Regions from separate parts of the Sus scrofa genome. Here region 2 is linked to region 1. The links are chromatin contacts, called in public HiChIP or PLAC-seq maps. All regions are on one chromosome and are shown on one strand. The core of a region is the stretch at or near the end of the contact, and the rest is flanking DNA. Distances in the headings are between cores, read along the strand shown. Region 1 has its middle 70 kb from the start of FASLG. Region 2 has its middle 85 kb from the start of TNFSF18.

Region 1 (5,203 bases), core at 1,255-3,754:
GAGTGAGAATTTGCCCTAAAGTCTCATTCTGTGGTATAGACTCTAACCCTCCCCTCCAACTGTTGCTTAAAAACCTTCTATTCCCCATTCTTATGCTGGGACAATTCACTCTTTTGAAGTGGCATAAGCTAATCAGAAGAATTAATGTCAGTTAATAAGAGGTAAATTTTTAGAAGTTCCCATTGTGGCTCAGCGGTTACAAGCCCAACTGGTATCCATGAGGCTGCGGGTTCCATCCCTGGCCTTGCTCAGTGGGTTAAGGATCTGGTGTTGCCGTGAGCTGTGGTGTAGGTCACAGATGCGGCTCAGATCAGCATTGCTATGACTGTAGCATAGGCCAGCAGCTGCAGCTCCCATTCGACCCCTAGCCAGGAACTTCCATATGCCACAGGTGCAGCCCTAAAATAAGGAACAAAAAAATATGTAAATTTTTGACCCAAAGGGGTTATAGGGATGTCTTGTACTTATATTGTAATAGTGACCTTTTAGAGACAAAATTTGACTCAGATAAGCCATAATAGTGAGACTGGGTTAAACTGTGGAAGACCACACCTTCATGACTTCACCAGGTAAACCAGATGGGAACTGTTTCCTCTGCCAACATACAGAGGTGGCCCCTCACTTCACACCCACACCTGAACTTCCTGTAACCAACTCAGTGAGGCATCTTCATGTTCCCTCCTTCCTGGATTGCTTTCACCAGGTGTCTTCTCCTTGGCACACAAAATCTCCTCTCATCCTGCTAAATGGTCTCTGCTAGTTTTTATGTGGAGAAGGTATTTTTGAACTCTTTACTAGAGCTGGACTTGCCAACTCTAATGAGTTGCTTTCAGAATGATAACAACTTTGCTGAACAAATCACCCTCTCTTGCCTTTCCTCTGCTCTGCGGGCTGAGTAAGACACTAAATCTTTGTGACTTCTCATCATAATACTCTGCTGCCACCTGGTGGAAATCCATAAGTGAACAGGACACTGGAGTTTCCACTGACTTTCGACCTCCATACATTTTCACTGGGACACATGTGGGAAGCAGACCTCACTGGGGTCAGTCCAAAACATCCACTGGCATCCAAACTTCCTGAGGAGACTCATTCCCTAGGATTTCCAGGACAAGCCTTCAGCCCCTCCCTCCCTCTTCTAAGCCCTAGTAATATAAGCAGGAAACCACTGGACAGAATCCAGTTCTCTGCAAAAAAGTTCACAATGAGATAGGAAAAGAAAGGGGAGTTAAAAAGGATCTGAAGGTCTGTAATTGGTCTTTGAAAATAAATGCTATGGCAACATTCATATTAAAAACACACACACAAGGGGTTCCTATTGTGGCTCATGGGTAGAGTCCATGAGGACACAGATTTGATCCCTGGCCTCATTGAGTGGATTAAAGATCCAGTATTGCCACAAGCTGGGGCATAGATTGCTGTTGCTATGGCTGTGGCTGTAGAACAGGCCTCAGCTTCAGCTCTGACAATCCCTAGCCTGGAAACTTCCACATGCCGCAGGTATGGCTATTAAAAAAAAAAAAAAAAAGTACAAGAAAAAAATACCCATTTATTTACCTTCTGCGTACATTGGGCCATTTTATTTATTCTTCAAAACAGCTCTAGGAGATAGTATTAATATCACCACTTCACAGGTGAGGAGACAGAGTCTAAGGAATGTGCCCCAAGTCACCTTTCTTATCAGGGGAAGAACTGAGATGGAACTTCTGAGAGTCTGGCTTTAGAATCTATTCTTTTCTGCTGTGCCACCTGGAGCTCTGATCTCCAGAAAAGAGAGAAAGGGAAGGAAAGAAACTTCCTCCCTCCTTCCTTAGCCTGCACTCCATGCCTCTCCATCATCAATTTCTCAGGTACTCTTGTGCCCTTGAATCAAATTCCCAGCTTCCATGGACTCAAGAAACATGGAATACTGATCACCCTTTGCCTTTGATCCTGACAACTGTAATAGGACATCAGCAAGAGAAAAACAAAATCCCAGTTCTCCCCTAGTTCTCATTAATAGGAAATACTAAGGGCTTAAAACCCATAGGTAGATATGCAAGTAGACTATACTATTTTAAGTGTAACCTAAAAGCTTACAGAAGCACGAGATTTTAAAGGAAAATTACTTCTGAAGACCAGAGTAACTTGTGAATGACAGTTTCTGAGTACAAATAAACCATCAGGTCCTTGTTAAAGCTGGCACTGATGTATTTGAGACATAAGAAGGATGCCAGGATGGAGTGGGTGGGGACAGGGGTTGGTACAGAACTGGCAGGAAGGTCTGGGGAGAGTGGATCTGAGCGACACTGCTAGGAAAGCTTTCTACACACGAAAGGGGAAATTAGGAAAGGAGGAACTCCCTCCATGGACATTGGGGTCTGGATCTCAGCCATGACAAAGACCAGGAAAGGAACCCGCAGATGACTCTCTGGAACAGAGGTCACAGAATGATTGCTCCAGCCCACAGCTATGTTTTGCTTGGCTCACTTGGTGCTTTCTAAACCATGAGTCAGTGCCAGCATTTAAAAAGCAGGAAATGTCACATAAATTAGTATTTCCGACTTCTCTTGAAAAATTAGAAGACTTGTAATACCTTGCCCACATCCCCACATGGAAACAAGCTGAGGTCACCTAGGCTCTTCAGAGAGGCTGAGTCTGGCCTGGTGCCCACCCAGGCAAGGCACCCACTTAGCCTCCTCCCTGGGAGTATTTGTGTCCTCAGCTTCTGATCCAGCAGTGGCTTCCCAGGACACTGAGACAAGCTGTTCTGCCACAAAGGACAGAGTATTTTATCCAAAAACTGCCTGCTCACCCAGCATGCAGCCCGTAGACAGGGAAGTGATCACAGGTATCAGAGGCAGCGCCCTGCACCCATGTTAAGCACTCCCATGACGAGATGCCAACTTTGCTTCCCCCAAAAATTGCCGTTATTTCCTTCACATATCTTAATTTGTTGCCACACCTCAATATTTACTATTCTCTAAATATTCTTCCCAGATTTGTACCCTCTGTTTGGAATGCTTTCCCCCCTCTACTTGCTTCTTCCCACTCCCTATGTCCAACCTATGCCCATCCTTCAAGGTCCATATCAAATTTGTTCTGTGAAGCCTTCTTCCATTTTTGTAGTCAGAATTAATCCCTGCCTCCTGTTTTACTATAATATTGGTTTAAACATCTACTGTAGGATTACCACAATTTGATTTGGTTAATCTTTCTTTCTGTTAACTCCTGAATTCTTGAAAGCCAGAAATTGCCTCTTATTTATCTTTGTGCCCACCCCTTCTCCACACCCACTCCTCTCAGTTCCTAACAAAGTACCTCATGCAGAGTAGATAGTCAGTAATTGGTGAATAGTTTTTAAAGATCATGGAGGCACTGGTTTCTACTGCCATCTAGTGACCATAATGTAGAATTATGCCTAAAGCCATTGCCATCTTGTAGGAACTGAAATTCCAAAGCCACGCTAGCAAAGGAAACCATTTAAAAAAAAGACAAAAAAAGAAAAGACACTCCACAGAATGGGAGAAAATCTTTGCAAACAAAGCAACCAACAAGATATTAATCTCCAAAACATACAAACAGCTTATACATCTTTATACCAGAAAAAAAAAAATTAAAAAGTGGTCAGAAGATCTAAACAGACCTTTCTCCAAAGAAGATAGATGGCTAAAAAGCACACAAAAAAATGCTTAACATCATTAATTTTTATAGAAATGCACATCAAAACTGCAAAGTGCTATCACTTCACACCACTCAGGATGTCCATCATAAAAATTTACGAATAATAAATACTGCAGTGGGTGTGGAGAAAAGACAACACTCCTACACTGTTGGTAGGACAGTAAGCTGGTGAAACCACTATGGAGAACTGTATGGAATTTCCTTAGAAACTCAAAATAGAGTTACCATATGAACCAGCAATCGCACTCCTGGGCATATATCCAGAGAAAATAATAATTTGAAAAGATACATGCACCCCTATGTTCATTGCAGTACTATTTAGCCAAGACATGGAAGCACCTTACATGTCCATCAACAGAGGACTGGATCAAGAAGATGTGGTACATATATACAGTGGAATACCACTCGGCCACAAAAAAGAATCAAATAATGCCATTTGCAATAACTGGATGGACCTAGAGATGATACTAAGTGAAGTAAGTCAAAGACAAACATCATGTGAGATCACAAATATGTGGAAAATTGGGATTGACATATATACACTCCTATATATAATATAAATTAGTAAGATGGACCTACTGTATAGCACAGGGTAATCTACTCAATACTGTGTTATAATCTATATGAGAAAAGAATCTGAAAAGAAACGAACATATGTACATGTATAATTGATTTACTTTGCTGTACACCTGAAACTGACAACTTCATTAAGTCAGCTATATTCCAATAAAATTTTATTTACAAAATAAAAATAAAAAGTACCTTCCCAATACCCAATTAATTACTCTAAAAAACTCCAAATCCATTCATTCATTTTCTCTTTTTTTTTTTTTTTTGCTATTTCTTGGGCCGCTCCCGCGGGATATGGAGGTTCCCAGGATAGGGGTCGAATCGGAGCTGTAGCCACCAGCCTACGCCAGAGCCACAGCAACGCAGGATCCGAGCCGCGTCTGCAACCTACACCACAGCTCACGGCAACGCCGGATCCTTAACCCACTGAGCAAGGGCAGGGACCAAACCCGCAACCTCAAGGTTCCTAGTCGGATTCGTTAACCACGGCACCATGACGGGAACTCCTCATTTTCTTTACTATACTTCTTCCTTCCTTTTTCTCCTTTTCTTTTTTTTCTTCTTTTTTATTCATTTAAGCTTTCATTCAACAAATACTTTTTGATCATATTTAGGTGACAAACACTGAACAATTAAGATTCAGTGCAAATGTGAATAGATGTAAAGGGCTCCCATTGCCAAAGTGGAGCAAGCCCACTCCAGCCTGTTATTTCCCACTGATTACATTAAAAACTGTGGGCAAAGCATGCAAAAGCAACTCCCTGACAACTCTGCAAAACGAAGAATGCAAGCAGATGAGAGAGGAGAAACTAAACTTGAAAAAGTTATACACAGATCAGTTTACAGAGGTGAGTTTCCTTAATATTTTTCCTCTTTTGTTTTCCCACTTTGACCCAAGGAATTCCCACAGCTTTTTATATTTGTTCTTTCAGTCCTGCACCAAGAGCAACCCAAATCATGAATTTATAAT
Region 2 (5,203 bases), core at 1,896-4,395, 240 kb before region 1:
ACAGTCATCAAGACAGTGTGGTACTGGTACCAAAACAGACAGAAAGACCAATGGAACAGAATAGAGAACCCAGAAATAAATGCAGACACCTATGATCAATTAATCTTCGACAAAGGAGGCAAGAATATAAAATGGGAAAAATACAACCTTTTCAGTAAGTGGTGCTGAGAAAACTGGACAGCTGCAGGAGTTCCCATAATGGCACAGCGGAAATGAATCTGACCAGGAACCATGAAGTTGCAGGTTCAATCCCCGCCTCACTCAGTGGGTTAAGTATCCAGCATTGCTGTGAGCTGTAGTGTAGGTTGCAGACGCTGCTCATATCTGGTGTTGCTGTGGCTCTGGCATAGGCTGACATCTGTAGCTCTGATTAGACCCCTAGCTTGGGAACCTCCATATGCTGTGAGTGCAGCTCTAAAAAGACAAAAGACAAAAACAAAATGAAACAAAACAAAAAACCCAAAATACTGGACAGCTACATATAAATCAATGAAACTGGAACACACCCTCACACTATGCACAAAAATAAACTCAAATGGCTTAAGAACTTAAACTTAAGACAAAATGCCATCAAACTCCTAGAATAGAATATAGGAAATACATCCTCTGACATCAACCTTACAAATATTTTCTTAGGTCAGTCTCCCAAGGCAACAGAAATAAAAGCAAAAATAAGCCAATGGGACCTAATTAAACTGACAAGCTTTTATACAGCAAAGGAAACCATTTAAAAAAAAAAAAAGACAACTTACCGAATGGGAGAAAATAGTTTCAAACAATACAACTGACAAGGGCTTAATCTCTAAAATATACAACTTATACAACACAACAGAAAAAAAGCCAACAACCCAATTGAAAAATAGGCAAAAGACCTGAGCATACATTTATCTGAAGAAGATATGCAGATTGCCAACAACACATGAAAAAATGCTCATCACTGATTATTAGAGAAATGCAAATCAAGACTACTGTGAGGTACCACTTCACACCAATCAGTATGGCCATCATTAATAAGTCCATAAATGACAAATGCTGAAAAAGGTATGGAGAAAAGGCAACCCTCCTATACTGCTGGTGGGAATGTAAAGTAGTATGACCACAATGGAGAACAGTATGAAGATACCTCAGAAAATTAAATATAGAACTACCATATGACCCAGCATTCCCACTCTTGGGCATATATCCAGACAAAACTTTCCTAGAAAAATATACATGCATCCACATGTTCATAGCAGCACGATTAACAATAGCCAAGATATGGGAAACAACCTAAATGTCCATTGATAGATGAATGGATTAAGAAGATATGGTATATATGCACAATGGAATACTACTCAGCCATAAAAAGAACAAAATAATGCCATTTGTAGCAACATGGATGGAACTAGAGACTCTCATACTAAGTCAAGTCAGAAAGAGAAAGAAAAATACCATATGCTATCACTTATATCTGGAATCTAATATATGGCACGAAAAAAAACCTTTCCACAGAAAAGAAACTCATAGACTGTGAGAACAGACTTGTGGTTGCCAAGGGGGAGGGAGTGGGATATACTGGGAATTTGGGGTTAATAGATGAAAACTATTGCCTTTGGAATAGAAAAGCAATGAGGTGGTGCTGTACAGAACCAGGAACTACATAGAGTGACTTGTGATAGAGCACGATGAAGGATAATGTAAGAAAAAGAAAGTATATAGGTATGTGTGATGTGTCACTTTGCTGTACAGTAGAAAATTGACAGAAGACCGTAAACTAACTATAATGGAAAAAATAAAAGTCTTTTTTTTTTAAAAAAGAAGAGAAGAATGGTTATTCTCCGCTTTTACCTACCTCTTCCAACAAACTCAGACAATCCCTTTCCTTTACCCCCATTTCTGGATATGAAGATGAGGAAAGGTAAACAAAAGGAGGCAAGGAGAGAGATGGCTGGATATCCCAGAGGGCATATTTACATTTTTACAGCACTTTAAACTTTTAGAAAAAGTGTACTTCCTTTAAAGTAGTTAGTAGAACCCTCATTTGGGGGCCTGTTAAAATGAGTAATTTGCAGGACACTTCACATACTTTGTGGCAGCAAACAGCCTGGAATCGGAGGAAGCCCAGGGATTACTTAATTCTAATATCATGTCCTTAGAGTGGGGAGGATGACGGAGGCCATCCACCACCAGGACCCTGAGGGAAGATCCAAGGGTGCAGAGGCTGACCTTCCAAAGTCAACACTCACTCCTGCCCTTTTGAAAGTTTCTCAGCTTAAGCACCAACATTTCCTCTTCCTTCTTCCCCAGAGACCAACTTCCATCTGCTGCCTCGATCCTATCAGCATTTAGGAATAGGTTGTAAAGAGGAGCTCATTTACTCCCCTGACTCTTTCACAAAAGTGTGGGTGAGGAAGAAGGGACCAGTGTCTTGTCAGGGAACGTTCTGTTACTTTCTTGGTGTTTTTTGTTTTGTTGCTTAATGGAGGGGCAGGAGGATGCTCACTCAGAGGTATGGAACTCCCCTTTACCTCCTATCTGCTCTTACATCCTCTTAAAGCCAGAAGAACAAAGAGACGCTACTTAACACATGACCATGCCCCAAACCATACTACCTTCTCTTGTATTCATATCAGCAAAATGGAATGAAATTATATTTCCTTGTAAAAAAAAATGGGAACAGAGAACGTCAAGAGCCAGAAGTCACCTTGGAGACATGGAGACCAGTGTTTTCATGTGCTGCTGTGCAGTGCCCTTAGACTCTGTGCAGGGGAAACCAGATAGACTTCTCTGCCCACTTTAACTAGTCTTCATGGTTCTTTTTTATGTGCCATGGCTTTGTGGAAATTTTCATTGATAAAAGGCTACCACTATTTTTTAAAAGCATAAAAAGCTATAATTTACTCTAGTCACCTTCTTTTGAAGGTGGCAAAGCAAAGGTCCAGTGAAATAAATGGACTGTCCTGGAACCTCGGTGACTGGAAGCAGAGTCAGAATGTAAGCCTTTTAAGCCTTCTTTCTAATGTTCTTGGAATCCATCCCCCACACAAGCACTGCATGTTATGAGATTTATTTATTAAGGGGAAGTGGACAGGGGCTTTGGGATAGAGGAAGCTTTCTGACCTTGAACTTCACTGTTCCAATGAGTAAACCATCTGTCATAACTTCTGCTTCACACCAGGCTCATTGTGAGCTGGAAGCACATGACTCCCTATTTACTATGCTCCAAGCATCACTGAGCCCCACCAGACACATGAATCATGCTGCAAGGTCTACAGAAATTACACTCACCCTGCTATGAACATCATCCTCCAGGCCTATTAATTCTCCCTAGGTTCGAGGCAACATATCCCTTAAGATGTAAAGTTTATTACTTTAAATATGTGAATGGGTAGAATACTCTGCTAAGGCCATGAATTTTTTTAACTTTATTGAGTATAGTTGACTTACCATGTGTAAATTTCAGGTGTATAGCAAAGTGAATGAGTTATCATGTTCATATAACATTTTTTTTACATTCTTTTCCTGCATAGATTATTATAGAATATTGAGTAGATTTCCCTGTGTTATATAGTAGGTCCTTGCTAGCTATCTATTTTATATATAGCAGTGTGTTCATGTTAACCCCAAACTGCTAATTTATCCCTCCACCCCACATTTCACCTTTGGTAACCATGGCTTGATTTCAAAATCTGTGTGTCTATTTCTGTTTTGTAAATGAGTTCTTTTATATAATTTTTAATTAGATTCCACATATAAATGATAGTATATGATATTTGTCTCCTATATATAATGGAATATTCCTTAGCCATAAGAAAGAAACAAAGCCATCTGCAGCAACATGGATGAGATTACTAAATGAAGTAAATCAGACAAAGCCATGCCTTTGATATCACTTTGAGTGAGATTTCCCTGTCTTCTATATTCTATATTGCTCTGAAATGATATAGTGCTCTTGTATGTATTCATCAGACTGACTTTTTTTTTTTTCCCGTGACCGCACCTGTGGCATATTGAGTTCCCAGGTCAGGGACTGAATCTGAGCCCACAGTTGCAACAACACTAGATCCTTAACCCACTGTGCCAGGCCTGGGATTAAACCCCTACATGTGAAGCAACCCAAGCTCTGCAGTTGAATTCGTAAACCACTGTGCCACAGCAGGAAACTCCAGACTGACCCTTTTAATTATAGTCTTTTAATTTTTGTTTTGTGGTTCTAGGGAGAATGGAAGATTCCTTGAAAGCTGGGATCATATTCTAAGAATCTTATTTTCCAAACATCAAAATATGACCTGAAAATAAGTATATGTACATAAAACTTGGACAGAGTATTAAAACCAGAGACTGGAAAGTGAAGCATTGTAACAATTGGTAAATATACATAGCAGCCTGTTGTATGTTTAACAGGTTCCTAAATCCCCAAGGAAAAGGAAAATCAGACCCAGGCTGCAGACTCTATCATAAAAAAATGTGAATGACTAGACACATCATTTGCTGGACAAGTATAAAAATGAAATAAATGATGAGTTTTATGATAAGCAGAATAATGGGTAACTAAAAATTCAGAGGTAGTAGAATGGTGACATTCTTTTCAATGTAGTAAAAAAAAAATTAAATCAGGGAATGCTGATTCAAAGACAACACTCAGTATTTCAAGCTAATGCTGCAACACAGTCCCAGATGGAAGTGGAATGGGACCAAATGTGGAGCCAGAATGAATAAGTTGTTTGTTATCTGGTAAAGGGCTTTGAAATGGAGTAGAGCTTCTAGATGGCCATTTAAAAAATCACACCAGGGCCTGGTTAAACTGTTGAGAACAAGAAAACAGTGCAGTGTCAAGGGTGATTTGAAGAAAGTTTTTTTCTGGAGGCAAGCAGAAATGGAAAGACAAGTTTCAACTTGGATCTCATATTAGCCAAATGGTCCAAACAGCTGGTGAGAAATTTGTTTGTTTTGTCATTTGACAGCAATGTCAATGATGATCGCAGCTGTTAGGGGAAAAACTCGTAATTCTCCTGGTCTAGTGGGAGATAGGGAAAATGGCAAGAAAGAGTCAGAAGTCTCACATTCCTGGTGGAGTAGCTGTGTCTGGTGGCATTTTACATCTTTTTGTTTTCTTTCAAACTAGCACTAAATGAATGGACAGAGAACTTACAGCAGGATATCTAAGAAGTACCAGAGCAATCTATTTTACCACCGAGAGATAGAGACACATTTAGAGGAGGCT

Evidence for each region. HiChIP or PLAC-seq counts read pairs in DNA pulled down with a chosen protein or histone mark.
Region 2: an H3K27ac HiChIP or PLAC-seq map of alveolar macrophages shows a contact between it and region 1. The contact joins two enhancer-like sites. A contact is called at or near these places in 1 of 47 Hi-C or Micro-C datasets (heart right ventricle) and 1 of 2 datasets of contacts at active chromatin or transcription factors (alveolar macrophages).

Annotation. Positions count from the first base shown.
Region 1 is chr9:115,135,987-115,141,189 of Sscrofa11.1, reverse strand. No RefSeq gene overlaps it. Among named protein-coding and RNA genes, the nearest start is that of FASLG, 70 kb to the right of the region's middle. Within about 2 kb of position 2,504, at least 19 of the 83 cell types and tissues checked have an H3K27ac peak or open chromatin away from gene starts, as enhancers often do. A contact at or near this core is called in alveolar macrophages, where this site is marked.
Region 2 is chr9:115,372,808-115,378,010 of Sscrofa11.1, reverse strand. No RefSeq gene overlaps it. Among named protein-coding and RNA genes, the nearest start is that of TNFSF18, 85 kb to the left of the region's middle. Within about 2 kb of position 3,145, at least 4 of the 83 cell types and tissues checked have an H3K27ac peak or open chromatin away from gene starts, as enhancers often do. A contact at or near this core is called in alveolar macrophages, where this site is marked.